Regions from separate parts of the Mus musculus genome. Here region 2 is linked to region 1. A link is a contact called in public HiChIP or PLAC-seq data. All regions are on one chromosome and are shown on one strand. The core of a region is the stretch at or near the end of the contact, and the rest is flanking DNA. Distances in the headings are between cores, read along the strand shown. Region 1 overlaps Itsn1 (intersectin 1 (SH3 domain protein 1A)). Region 2 overlaps Rcan1 (regulator of calcineurin 1).

Evidence for each region. HiChIP or PLAC-seq counts read pairs in DNA pulled down with a chosen protein or histone mark.
Region 2: a contact with region 1 is called in an H3K27ac HiChIP or PLAC-seq map of microglia, with 5 times the contacts expected there. The contact joins two enhancer-like sites.

Annotation. Positions count from the first base shown.
Region 1 is chr16:91,845,595-91,852,392 of GRCm38.p6, forward strand. Itsn1 (intersectin 1 (SH3 domain protein 1A)) reads left to right here. Exons shown (of 39, transcript NM_010587.2): 20 at 3,128-3,375; 21 at 5,212-5,371. Among named protein-coding and RNA genes, the nearest start is that of Gm52262, 55 kb to the right of the region's middle. Within about 2 kb of position 2,472, at least 52 of the 459 cell types and tissues checked have an H3K27ac peak or open chromatin away from gene starts, as enhancers often do. A contact at or near this core is called in microglia, where this site is marked.
Region 2 is chr16:92,412,867-92,420,731 of GRCm38.p6, forward strand. All of the region lies in intron 1 of Rcan1 (regulator of calcineurin 1), which reads right to left. Among named protein-coding and RNA genes, the nearest start is that of Gm41498, 30 kb to the right of the region's middle. Within about 2 kb of position 2,940, at least 68 of the 459 cell types and tissues checked have an H3K27ac peak or open chromatin away from gene starts, as enhancers often do. A contact at or near this core is called in microglia, where this site is marked.

The DNA.
Region 1 (6,798 bases), core at 1,222-3,721:
TCTACAGAGTGAGTTCCAGGACAGCCAGGGCTACACAGAGAAACCCTGTCTCGGAAAAAGTAAGAGTTTGAAGAGATGGCTGGATAATGTACCCCAGGGTAGGAGAGGGTGAAGAATGGACCCAGAGTCCCATAGTCTGCCTTCAAATCATACCCCAAGCCTAAAGCTCTCTCGCTGGGCTTCATCTCCTAAAGGCTCTTCCATCCCTCAGTAATGTCACCCTGATGAAGAAGACGGTAGTGCATGGGAATGACAGGAATGTCAGTCGAGGTCATTAAAGAGCCAAATGTAATAGCACCTCCCCGGGAACCAAGTTGGAAATTTAAGAAAAGCCAGAGCTTCCTAGTGAAATGGCGGTCAGTGCCCATAGACCTGTTAGAACCCAAGCTTTAACCAAGCTGATTTCAATCTGAACTGACCGCTCTGCACATCTGACTTTCACGCCCAGCAGGCACGATACTCAGTGTGTAGTTAGTACTGTTTTGTAAACCAGCTCAACAGAATCTAGGGTCTGGGCTTCAATTCCATGATGTTGTATCAGAATTGCTCCCAGAGAAACTGGGATTGATGGGACAGACCTAGTTAGATAATTAAACTAAGACTAAGCTTGTTCATTAAAAAGCCTGAGACTCCCTCATAAAAGCCACAGTGGGTGAGCATGCTCTGTCTGAAAGTCCGTCATAGCTTGCCGTGTTACAGAGTGTATGTGCTTAACCTACTCAGCCTGTTGTACACTTACATTTTTTCCAAAATTAGATTGGCATTTTTGGCAAAGTTTTCCAAACTCAAGAAGAAATGTCTCGTGTTCATGTTGACGCTCTGTTTTCCAAGTGGTTAAGTGTTAAGAATGAATTCCTGCTGCCTGCTGTGGTCCTTAATCATAGTCGTTAAAATGAGCTAACCCCACAAGAGTAAGTTCACATTCCTGAGACCATGTCTGGGCCGTTGCTGAGGGCAGTAAGTTTCCTCCGCTAAAAGTGAAGCCCATGATGATTTCATCGTTGCCTTGGAGATGGGAGCTCTTGTTGGAGACGCTGGATCTGAGCTCAGGGCCCCTCCTCTAGCTCTTGACGCTACTTGGAGGTGCACTGTGACTTCTGTCCTTGCTGCTGGCAGGCTGGGTGGGGTGGGGCTAGACCTCTCCTTGAGATGTGTGGTCAGACATTGCTTCGAGATTTCTGATCTGGTTCCTTATGTCTGCCCAGAGTCTCATTAGCCAGGCAAAGAGATAACAGTAGATCCTAGGTCGTGGCAATACCAAGCAGTTATCATTTGAGGCAGTGAATGTTCCAGAAAAGCAGTAATCAGATACTAAATGGGTTCCTACAGGAGATGACCCTGGCAAGATTAACCAGAAGTGACAGGCATCCGGAGCAGAGAACCAAAGCTTGTTTAGAGTAAACTAGGTTAAAATGAGGTACCAGAACCAATGTCTAGATGTGAGAACACCGTATTAGTCAGAGTTGGATTTTTATAAAATTGTGGTTTTAAACTTTTATTTGTGCCCGGCAGATTACAAAGACTTATCAGAAGCCAGGAGTGGTGACACACATCTTAATCCCAGCATTTGGGAGGCAGTGGCAGGCAGATTTCTTGAGTTCCATGGTAGCCTGGTCTACAGAGGGAGTTCCAGGACGGCCATGGCTACACAGAGATCCTGTCTGGAAAACAAAACAACAAAGATGTATCCATACAAAGACAGGCATGTTATAGACAAAGAAACTGCAGCATCCAGAAGTTAAACTTGCCCACCTTGTACAGTTACAGCTACAGATCCTGCATTAAATTCGAGGCACTCTACACGCATAGCCCCGTTTTTCATCAGACTCAGCAGTGCTTTGTTGTTTGAGAGACACTCCTGACTCTCTCCCACCTGACTTTAGTCCTAAGGTGGAGGTCGCGAGCCTGGCCACCAACCTACTCAGTGCTTAGGAGGATAGCAGCCGCCATTTCCAGTGCCCAGCAGTTGCGTGTGGTATGACGCCATCAGAAAGCATGAACCAGGAGTTCAGAGCAGCACCAAAGTGAATCCAAGCAGAAGAACACAGCAGTTTATAAATAGCTGGCACTGCCTGGCGAAGGGAAGAAGCAGACAGTGGAGGGAGTTGACTGGGAAGCGTGCTTGCACCAGTATCAGTGTCAGTAACAGTGACCAAATTGTAAAGCAAAGCCAGCGCCCTTGACCGCACATGACCCGAGGGCCCGCCTTTCCTGTCCTCAGCCTTAAGTTACTTTTAGAGAGATGGCCCAGCAGTTAGGAGCACCTGCTGCCCTTCAGATGTTTAGACCTGCCCTGTTCCTGTGGTTGTTTGAAAAGTCAGTGGCCTCAGCTACAGGTCACATGTATAGACGTAAGAATAGGACTCACTGGACTCTAGTATTGGAGCCAGCTTTCTGACTGAGCGAGCTCTGTCCTCCAGAGCCACCTCCAGGTGCTCCTAAGCCAGGGAGGTAACTGTAGGATCAGTAGGATATGGAGGCCCATTTGGATGCATCCTTTGGGGCAGAACTAAGGACGGACACAAGCACTGGCTGCACTCGGCAAAGCAGATGGCCCCTTGGAACATTTTCAACAGAAGGCTCTATTCTTGTGGAATGTTGTGGACTTTAAAATTATAGCCTCTGAGAGACTGAATTAAAGTAGTGATAGCTCTGAATATGCTGTGTGTTCATCTCCTCATCTTGTATCTGTGGAGCTCTTAAGTGGCTGCTGTTTTGGTTTTATCCTCCTTGTCTCTATATTGAATAAATGCTTAGATAGTGAAGGTTTTAGAATGCTTTTGGTTGGTTGCTCTCCTTGCTTGGAATAATAAAAACCAAGTCAAATTATCTTTACGAATTGCATGACTTCCTGAGTAATGAGACCTGTCAGGTGGACGCTGTGAGGTAGATGCCTGAGGACCTGAGCTGAGGTGCTTCAGCTCATCCCATTAGGAGCTCAGGAGAGAAAAGTCAGTAGGAACGCGCGTGCTTACGGAGCTTGCCACTTCATGGGCACTGAGACTAAGACGGGAACTGTCTGTGCCATGTGTCAGTCAGGGGCAGAGGCTGTGGCTTTGTCGTGGGTGACTGGTGTGTTCAGCAGTTGGTTGTTTCCATTTAAATGAAACATTGTGACTTCCCACAGGTGGATGAAAGCCAGACTGGAGAGCCAGGATGGCTTGGAGGAGAGCTGAAAGGGAAGACGGGATGGTTCCCTGCAAACTATGCAGAAAAGATTCCAGAAAATGAGGTTCCCACTCCAGCCAAACCAGTGACCGATCTGACATCTGCCCCTGCCCCCAAACTGGCTCTGCGTGAGACCCCTGCTCCTTTGCCAGTGACCTCTTCTGAGCCCTCCACAACCCCCAACAACTGGGCAGACTTCAGTTCCACGTATGTGTTAATATGCTGTCTTTGGCAGTCTTGAGTTGTTCCTCTTTGAAAGGGTGTGTGTTCATGGCCCTTCCTCTAGCTGGCCTACTGACAACAGGGTTATTGGCTTCTCAACTAGATTTAGTAATACCATTGCCAAACAGAGATTTACCAGGGTGCAAAGTGAAGCCAGCTACAGTTGTTCCATCATTATCTGTATTTTTCATTTGGGGGAAGAAATGGAGAAATACAACTTCCTAATAATTCGTGTTGACAATCATGTCCGTCAGCAAAAAATTCAGTAATTTCCTGCAGGCTAGGAAATGATGCTATTTTGTTAGCCAGGAACTAAAATTGCAACCGGTCATGTGTTTCGGAATAAGACAGAAAGCTGTTTCTACAGAAAGTTTCTGCTGAGCAAGTGTGTTGTGTAGAGAAGTGTACCTCCCACTTGCCCACTCTGAGGGTCTCTGTCCTTGGTCATCAGGAAATGGCATTCGCCAAACAGCATGTAAGCAATTGATGGGTGAAGCCACTGTAGTGGCAAGGAAGTGTTAGTAAACTCCAGAAGAGCAGTCAGAAGTCAGTGTGATGCAGTCACACCTGGACCTTATTCCAGCTCAGGCTCAGCTCACTGCTGACAAGCAGGGCGGCTTTGGTGGAGGGGAACCTAGACCATCTGTGGGGCAAGGTTTTATAGAAAGCAGCCAGCGGCGGGAAGGTGTGTGTGTGTGTGTGTGTGTGTGTGTGTGTGTGTGTGTGTGTGTGTGTTTCTAGCCTGGCAAGCACCCAGGTGAGAGGTATACTTTAGCATTCTTGGCTGGTGCTGGGAGTCAAACCATAAACTTAACTTCTGCCTCCCACTGCATTGGTGGTTGTGAGGCAGAGGCAGGCTTGCAGCCTAAGGGTGCAGATTTGTTGAGGAAATAACCTGGATTTGATGGGGGACATTAACCTAGAGACACAGGTCTTATTGGGGTGAGTCTAGAAACTGGAGCTCAGATTTTGTTGGGGGGGTAACTTGGAAACTAATGCTAGGTTAGTTTATCCGAGTTCAAACTTAGGTCAAGTTCTCTAAAATGGAGTCTGAACTTAAAAGCTTTGGTGTCTTACCACCGCCTAGACTTCCATTTGTAGGTCCAGGACCTGCACGTGCAGCTGTCCAAATAGATGTTGATCTGTGGGCAGTGAGTGTATGAGTGGGAAGGGTTTTCTTTTTTTTTTTTTTTCCAAGTTGAATAAATAATCTTTCAGAAACAAACATGGAAGTCAAGGAGCCCAGTCATGTTTTCTGAGAAAGATCAGATGGAACAAACAGAGGGGGTAGAGTAATGACCAAGGAAGGAAGACGTGGTGGAAAGGGAGAGCTCAAGGAATCACAAGGTCTCTCAGTGCACTTTGAGACTGAGGTTGAAGGTGCCCAAGACTCCTCCCTGTGGAGGGAGCCTGCTTCAGAGACAGCCTGCCTGAGCTCCAGTCGCACCACCCCTACTTGCCTTGGTCTTTGCTTAAAAAGCTCTTGACATTCTAAAAAGAGGTTCCAGTTAGGTTACAGCGCTGGTACTGTGCTTGTTGGTTGAAATGGAGTCTCCTATAGCTCAGGCTAACTTCAAAGTCATCACATGATCTTGCTACAGTTACAGGTGTGCACTGCCACACCTACCATGCATGTCGCTGGAGACAGAGTCTAGGGCTTTGTGCATGGGGCTAGGCTCCAGGCCCAGGCCTGACACCACCATTTGGGCTGGTCTTGTTTCCTCTGTGAAGCAGTCCACCTTCTTTGTGTGGCTGTGGGTGTCCCGCGATGCGCGACACTAAGAAGTTCTTACTGCTTACGGTGCGTGCCTTTCCTTCCAGGTGGCCCAGCAGCTCAAACGAGAAGCCAGAAACGGACAACTGGGATACATGGGCGGCTCAGCCTTCTCTGACCGTACCTAGTGCTGGCCAGTTACGGCAGAGATCAGCCTTTACCCCAGCCACAGCCACTGGCTCCTCCCCATCTCCCGTCCTGGGCCAGGTAGGGGCAGCTAGCGAAGACTGAGTGTGATCTGCACCTAACGTTCACACCAACAGTCCCAGCAGACATTGTTGGCAATGTCATTTACAAGCAGGCTCCTCCTACGAGGCTGGGTCGGCTGGCTGAACCTAGTTCAGAAAGTTGAGACTTATTATAAACCTCCCAGAGTTCAGAGGGCTTAAACTCTCCTGCCTGTGTCTATCTGAATAGCTTCATTGAAAAAGTGTCATCAAAGCTGCAATGTTGATAGATTAAAAAGGTATGAAAACTGACACGGGGAGAGCCAGGAAGTGTGTCAAGAATTCTGGGACAGCCAGTCCATTTGGCTGCCCCATCAGTCTGTACTGGAAAAGGAAGGCTGATTTCAGGCTAATGGGGAGGCCTGCTAAGGAACAGTGTTTCTGAAAACACAGGGGTTGTTATTGTGAACATTTCTCCTTTAATTAATGTAATGATAATAAAGGAATAAAATCAGTCAATCAAACAAACAGCAAATGCCCGTCCTGGAGGCCCCAGGAAATCACGGGGAGTTTCTGTTCTGAAAATGCTTAGATTAGAGGAGCTTCCAGGCATGTGAGGAAGTGGTCGGCAGGAAGATCAGAGCCGCTGAGCAGCAGTGCTCCCGAGGGTGCTCAGTGTGGAAGCCTAGACCCCGCTGAGTCCCTGTGTCCACACCACAGAAGAGGGGAGACGGAGCAGGCCCGGGCCCTCGGGTCAGAGGCTCACGTGAGACAGCAGGAGCCCAGGAGTGTGCAGTGAGGGCGCGTGGGAGGACAACTCAGCAGCAGCGCCTCTCCTCTGCCTGACTCAACACTTAAGCACAGTGACCAAGGAGGCACTATACGCGAGGCACAAGAAGCGTGGGGACAAGAGTGGGTTCCAGAGCCTGGGGGAGAGTGAAGTGGTCACGTCATCCAAACCCACTTAGGGCAAAGAGACCCCTGTGGATAAGGAGAATGCTTCCCTTGGTGACTTGAAGGGGTTGGAAGTGAGGTCAGTCCAGATGGCAGTGGGGTAAGAGGAAGCTGAGCCCTGAGAGGCCTGCTGGTTTGTGAGGCAGAGAGAACTGACACAGAGTGACAAAGTGACCATCAGTCTGTGGGTGATGAGCAAGCCCTCGCGACCTTGTTGGAAGATAGGCTTAGGAACTGCCTGGGGAGGAGGGAGGGCTCCCTAGGAAACTGAATTCAGTGGTCTCTAGCAGTACTGTCCACTGGAGACCAGAGGTCTTGGGACTGTAGCCTCTGAACTGTTAGTGCAGTTTCAGCAAAGGCTGTGTGTAGGTCTTTACTGAACATCACTGTCTTCAGGAGAGTGCCATCTCTTTGGTAGATGTAGAAACTGAAAAATCTCTCAGTTGCTTAAGTGTCATGAAATTAGCAAGTGGAGAGCCTGGGATTCACCCCCAGTGTTCTTGTCTGACTTCA
Region 2 (7,865 bases), core at 1,690-4,189, 570 kb after region 1:
CCCTCGTTCCCTTTCCCTTCTTCCTCTGTCTGTTTTTGTCTCGCATTCCCTGCCCTTTGTCCCTCCTGAACTTGGCTTTGGAGGTCCTGCCCGATACAGATCCTTTCAGCTGTTTCCTGCCCAGTGGGCCGACCACAGCCAGGCAGAGTGGGCAGCTCAGCAGGCAGGATCCTGCATGGTGTCTCTCAGAGCTCTCGGGGCGCTCTGAATACTTGACATCTGCTAATAAAGGATGGTGCTGTTGTAGACGGGGCCTTAGTCCCTGTGGAGAGTGAACTGCCCCCAATCTAAGGAGGCCATTCAGAAAGGGGGCAGCATATGGTGGGCCCCAGAGAGGCAAGAGCAGGCACTGAGACATGCTTGCTGCGTGTGTCTGGGGAGGAGGAGCTCACCAGGTAGGAAGACCCAGTGTCCTAAGAGTCTGAGAGCCCTGTTTTCCCTCAGCACTGCAGATGAAACGATCTCTGTCTGTGAGGCCTTGTCACTTGCCTTCTGGGCTCCTCTTCCTGCACCCCCAGCTCTTGCTCTGCTGGCTTCTCTTGATTGTCCTGAACACCAGCCACTGTCCTCTACTTGTTCCCGAAAGTTTGAAGCCTCGTGGAGACTGCCAGATCTCCTGGGAGGGCACCCTTAGAGAATAGTAACTCGGGGATCTAAAATTAAGCAGGTTGTCCTACCATGCGAGAATAGCCCCGGCACACCAAATGCACTCACTTAATTTCTCATTCAGCAGGTAAGAACGGCCTCTTTTAATATACAACACCTGTGAAATGTGTCACTTCAAACAGGTGCCAAGCAGATCCCTGTCCTGCCCACAACTCAAAAGGTGGGTTGGATTACGCAGGCAGAAATGCTGAAAGGTTTCAGGCAGTCTTAAGTGAGTCCTCACACACACAGAGAATGCTCACACACAGAGAATACTCACACACAGAGAATACTCACACACACAGAATGCTCACACACACAGAATGCTCACACACACAGAGAATGCTCACACACACAGAATGCTCACACACACAGAGAATGCTCACACACAGAGAATGCTCACACACACAGAATGCTCACACACACAGAGAATGCTCACACACAGAGAATGCTCATACACACAGAATGCTCACACACAGAGAGAATGCTCACACACAGAGAATGCTCACACACAGAGAATGCTCACACACACAGAGAATGCTCACACACACAGAATGCTCACACACACAGAATGCTCACACACACAGAGAATGCTCACACACAGAGAATGCTCATACACAGAGAATGCTCACACACACAGAGAATGCTCACACAAAGAGAATGCTCACACACAGAGAATGCTCACACACACAGAGAATGCTCACACACAGAGAATGCTCTCACACACAGAGAATGCTCACACACAGAGAATGCTCATACACACAGAATGCTCACACACAGAGAATGCTCACACACAGAGAATGCTCACACACAGAGAATGCTCATACACACAGAATGCTCATACACAGAGAATGCTCACACACAGAGAGAATGCTCACACACAGAGAATGCTCATACACAGAGAATGCTCACACACAGAGAATGCTCACACACACAGAGAATGCTCACACACAGAGAATGCTCTCACACACAGAGAATGCTCACACACACAGAATGCTCACACACACAGAGAATGCTCACACACAGAGAATGCTCACACACAGAGAATGCTCACACACACAGAGAATGCTCACACACAGAGAATGCTCACACACACAGAATGCTCACACACAGAGAATGCTCACACACACAGAGAATGCTCACACACACAGAATGCTCATACACAGAGAATGCTCACACACACAGAATGCTCACACACACAGAATGCTCACACACACAGAATGCTCACACACACAGAATGCTCATACACACACAGAATGCTCACACACACAGAATGCTCACACACAGAGAATGCTCACACACAGAGAATGCTCACACACACAGAGAATGCTCACACACAGAGAATGCTCACACACACAGAATGCTCACACACAGAATGCTCACACACACAGAATGCTCACACACAGAGAATGCTCACACACACAGAGAATGCTCACACACAGAGAATGCTCACACACACAGAATGCTCACACACACAGAATGCTCACACACACAGAGAATGCTCACACACACAGAGAATGCTCACACACAGAGAATGCTCACACACACAGAATGCTCACACACAGAGAATGCTCACACACACAGAGAATGCTCACACACAGAGAATGCTCACACACACAGAGAATGCTCACACACACAGAATGCTCACACACACAGAATGCTCACACACACAGAATGCTCTCCCACCAGCTGAGGGCTGCTAACAGGAGGGATTTCCGGAGATAACAGGGCGGGCGTGAGGCCCTGTCTCTGCAGAACAAAACAGCAGCAGAAGATTCAACATTTTTTCAGGCCATACGGTGTTGTTGTTGTTTTTGTTTCCCCTCCCTCATTAAATAAAACCCCATCTCACAAAAGCTCTCTATTCCTGTCCGTTCCTCAGCCAAGAACTCGCTACACACTGGCTAAGAGGGAATGACCTTAAAAAGTTGATCTTATGGTGTGATGACAGTTTCCTCCTTATTTAAAAAAAAAAATAAAGAAGCTAGTTTAAATAAATAGTATAGAAACTTTTTTTTCCAAACTAAATAGGCTGTAACTGACAAATAATTGCTGGTATAATTAAATTACTTGGAAAAAAAACACACCAAATTACTAGAGTACTAACAACCCTCCTGTTTATTCTAGAAGTCAATGAAAAAACAAACAAACAAACAAACAAATCTCAACAAGAAAACCTGCAGCTCAAAAGCTGCAGCCTGAAAACAAGTGCTTCCCTCTCCAGCACACTTAGGCATGCAGTTAGCTGCAACTGCAACTCGGAAAGTGGAAGTTGAAAGTCACAGGCAACAGCCGGCAGACCAGGAACTCAAGAATAGGAGGAAGCAGGGTTAGAATAGCAATGGGTTCCTCCCACAGATGTATATTTTACAAGAAATTTCGTTTCTATTTCAGATGTGGAAAGAGAACATGTTTTTCCCACTGAGAGGGGAAACAGAAAAGGTCAGAGGCCGCTGACCCATTACCACGTCTGGAAACAGAACAGTGGAGCCAGTCACTGGTCATGAAGTGACTTAGGAGAAGTGGCTGAGGGACGGGCTGTCCCTGATGAGGACACAGCTCCGATACTATTCTGGGGTCTCTCACTCAGTAAGCTAGACAGTGATTTTGCAGGCCCTAAGAGCCAGGGCAGTGATTCACTGGGTAGAGTACTAGTTACACATGCAGGACCCCTGGAACCCACATAAAGCTACACATGGCTGTGCTCATCTGTAATCACAGCTCTCTTACGGAGAAACGGGAGGCAGAGACACGAGAATCCCTGAAAGCTGACAAGCAGCTAACCTAGAGGGACACAGGGGTGAGCAAGAGACTGTCTCAAGCAGAGTAGACAGCAAGTCCTGACCCCCACAGTTGTCCAGTGACTTCTAGACATGTTCTATGCTATATGCACACCTGTTTGTACATGCACACACACATACACACGTGCGGACAAAGATGAAATAACAACAGTCTTGCAAAAGGGCACAAGGTGCTATGAGACAGCAGCTGCCACCACCAGCAGAACCAGGTTACTGAGGACCTGGCCAGGGACTCCCACCACACAGGCTCTGACAGTGATCTGTCACCCCAGAACAGGTTTCTCCACCAGAGCCAGAGTCTCTCGGTCTGCCACCCTCTAGAGCACAGCCGGCCTCTCCTCTCTCTCCCCTCACTTGCTCCCTAGGAGATACAGGGAGAGTCAACCTATGACATAGGAGGGAAGTGAGAGATTAATTTCCCCACCACTATGGGCTGAATTCTGCTGTCCATAATCATGGAAGTTGGGGGGGGGGGTCTTGAGGAAGGGACTGGATTTGATGAAGTGCCATGGATGGGACATGGGAATCCTCTGTGTTAAGCCACCCAGTCCGTGGTGCTTTGTGATGCTTCAACTGTCACTGGTAGTTTGTGAGAGCCTGAGCTAGGACACTCTCGCCAGTCCATGGTAGTTTGTCTGAGCCTGAGTTAAGAAACCCCCAGACACTCAGCTTTAAAACCAGGGTTTAAGGGTCTATGAATTCCCAACCCATTTTCTTGACTCATTAAGAAGCAGTGAATTAAGACATTCAGTGTCTTTTAATTGCAGCATATGTTTTTGCTTTCAAAGCCACTTGTGAGGCTGACTTTGAAAGCTGGCTCTATGCTGGAGGAGTGAGATTCCGTTCTAGTCAAATGGCAGTTCTCTTCTCCATCTTTCTGACCTGCTGAAAGGAGGCATGACACCAACATGAAGGCAGCTCCTGAACAAGCTAAATACAAGGCACTCTGACAGCTTTACTGAGCTATAACACACATGCTGTTACAGTACAGTCAATATCCTCACATTCTGACAAATGCCTGACATATTGCTTGAGATCATAAATACTGTTTTATGATTGTTGCTGTATTGGTGTGGTATGTGTGGTGTGTGCACGGATCCCTCTTCTGGCCTTGTATGGTTCCACACAATTGGTGCACATAAACTGACAAGAGCACACATTTACACACCAAATAAATAACACGTATAAAACTTCCAAAGTCCCCACAGTCTATAGCAGTCTCAACAATGTTAAAAGTCCAAAGTTCAAAGTCTTTTCTGAGAGTCATCCAATCACTTAACTGTAATCCCCAAAGCAAGACAGGAAACCAGATGGACAAACTCCAAACTCATTTGAAGGAGGTCTTCAGATCTCCAACTCCTTTTCATCTTTGTTGACTGCAACAAACTTCTTTCTCCTGGGCCGGTTCTATTTCCTGTTAGCAGCTTTCCTCAGCAGATAGCCCACAGCTCTGACATCTCAAACATCTTGGGGTCTCCAAGGCAATTTCAGTGTTACAACTTCTTGGTTCAATGTCTGGGATCCACACATGATCTTCTGGGCTCCTCAAAAGGGCTGGTGTCACTTCTTCAGCTCTGTCCTCTGTAGCACTCATGGCTCAGGTTGATCCACTCCACTGCTGCTGCTGTTCTTGGTGATCATCTTGCAGGTCTTCTGCTGCAACTAGGCTTCACCAATAGCCTCTCATAGGCTCTCTTCATGGCACCAAGCCTCAACTCCTTTGCATGTTCCCTTCAGTCCTGGGCCGTCAGCTGCAACTGAGGCTGCATCTTCACCAATGGCCTTCCATGGTCTCTCCCAGTGCCAAGCCTCGGCTGCTCTCCATGACCCCTTCATGCCTTCAAAACCAGTACTACCTGGGTGACTCTTACACATTACCAAGTCCAGCTGCAGCACGAGGTACAACCTTGGCTATCTCTGGAACACAGCTTCTTTGTGCTCTGAGAAAACACTTCCCAGAAGATTTTACCTCAGTGATGCTGGTCTCTTCTTAATCACTGCTTATTTCTTAGCTCCAGCTGACCAGCATTGTCCCAGTAGTCTCCTTCTCCTCTTGACTATAAAGCCAGAGAAACATGGCTGAGGCTGCTGAGTTCTGCTGCTTGCAGGAGCTGGAACATGGCCCCCTAGTTCTATTACATTATCACCAGCTTCCTCTTTTCCAGCTCCTTCACTGCCTAAGCTTGGCTGTCCTGGATCTTGCTATGTAGACTGACCTTGAACTCAGAGATCTGCATGCCTGTCTCCTGGAATTAAAGGTGTGTACCACCATGCCTGGATCTAAACTTAGCTGGGTAGGATCTTGCCCCAAAGTCCCTTAATCTGTTATCTCCTAGAACACAGGATTCGGCTTCATTTCACTTCCTGGTGCCCCTTTAATAACATATATTTTATATTTTTCCTTTCTAAGCTTGCTAGGCTTGTTCAAAAATGTTCTTCATGAGGCTTAACCAGAGAACAAAGTCTCTGCTGGGCTTTTTTTGAGACTTGCTTTGTCAATGCAACTAATATAACTCTCTTCACCTTAGCCTCAGGTAGAGTCTTCAGACAAGGGCAAAAAGCAGCCACATTCTTCACCAAAACACCACAGGAACAGACTCTAGAATTTCATACTCAAACTCTCCTCTTCTGAAACCTCTTGGGCCAGGTCTGAACAGTTCAAATCACTCTCAGCAACAAAGCTTTCCATATTCCTACCAGGATGGCCCATTAAGCCCCATTTAAAGCATTCCACCACTTTTTAAATCCAAAGTCCCCAAATCCACATTCTTAAATTAAAAAAAAAAAAAAAAAGCCAGGTCAGGCCCATGACAGCGTCACCCCAGTCCCTGGCACCAACTTCTGTCTTACTTGGGGTTTTACTGCTGCGCAGTCAGCTCTTGGGCGCTGGGTTATGACCAAAGCCTCGTGCGTGTCTCAGTTCTCTGCCCTCTGCCTTCCTGATTCATGCTTTCACTGTCCCTGTCCATGACTAAGGTGCTGTGCCCAAACATGCTTAGCCTGAGTGCTGGCTTGCTGTGCCTTGTGCCCCTGGAGGCCCGCAGAGGCAGCGGGTAAAAGGAGAGTCAGACATTAAGGGACATGGGTCAGCATGAGCGCAGACGTGAACTACTTACGTGGGCACCATCCGGAACTTAACCTGTGATCTCATCTAAATGTTCTATTTATTTCTTTTATAATCGTTCACTTCCTAACCTGGTGGTTAGGTGATGGTCTACTATGCTCCAGGGTTTAAAAGCACATCTGCCAACTGATTCACCGTGGCTGCTCAAAACTAGCATTAGTGGTGAGAACCCAAGACTCTAAAATGACAAACTGTGGAGGGGAACTTAGAAAACTGATGCTCACAGCCAGGCTGGCACTGCTGACCCTCCAGCCCAGGTCCAAACAGGGCTTCAGGGTTCCTGGTTTATTTCCAATATGTAACACAAAAGCGGGGCCTTCGCCAGGCTGGTAACACACACAGTAGAGACCCTTACAAGGCAGAAGTATCCACTTAGACCAGGCAGTTCCTTGCTCTGCTGGAATTCTTGGGAGTAGGGAATGGTGAAGAGTTCTCATGGTCTCTCCAGTTCTCTCAGCTTCACACCGTGCCGTCCGTTTGTTCAATGAACACTAGCCATGGTGGGGGCTCTGACTGGGCCAATTCCTCTTTGAACTGATGGCTTCACAGGGCACATGTGTCCACCCAAAGAGACTGTCAGGACACTGGGCATAGACACTCCACCCAATGTTCCTGCTGGCGCTGGTGGCTTTAAAGTAGTCCCAGAGGGTTAAGGCAGAGAGCCCCCACTGCCCCCACCCCAGTCCTGGCTTTAAGGTGTCTGAGATTAAAAGCAGAGCCTCCCACAGACTAGGCAAGAGCTCTACCCCTGGGCTATATCTCTAGCCCCCTTTTACTCTGTATTCTGAGACAAGGTCTCACTAAGTTGCCCACTGGCTGGCCTTGAATTCATTCTGCAACCCAGGCAGGCTTTACAAGTGTGATCCTCCTGCTTCAGCCTACCGAGTAGCTGAGATTACAGGCTCGTGTCATTGTCCTAGCTATGACCTACTCTTGTAAGTGGCAAAGGTCCACTCAGCTATCCCTTAAGCAGTGTTCCTATGGAGTCAAGCCTTCTCCAGCAACCTGGAATGTGGGACTCAGAATTTCGGCTCTCACTCGAGGGCATACATAATTCCAGCCTGCTGTCTGTCTAAGATGGACGCAGGATATTCTCAGGCAAGAGCTAGAATACGCCGACAATGAGGAGCAGCTCTGCATTCACCACGGACCTTACAGCCCCTGTGACAGGCTGGATAGCACCCCCAAATCTAGCACTTTCCCCACAACTGACCCTGAAGGGAAGACCTTTGAAAAGATGGCTAAGGTGAATAAGCCATTAGAGTGGGCCCTAACTCAGTCTGCCTGGTGTCATG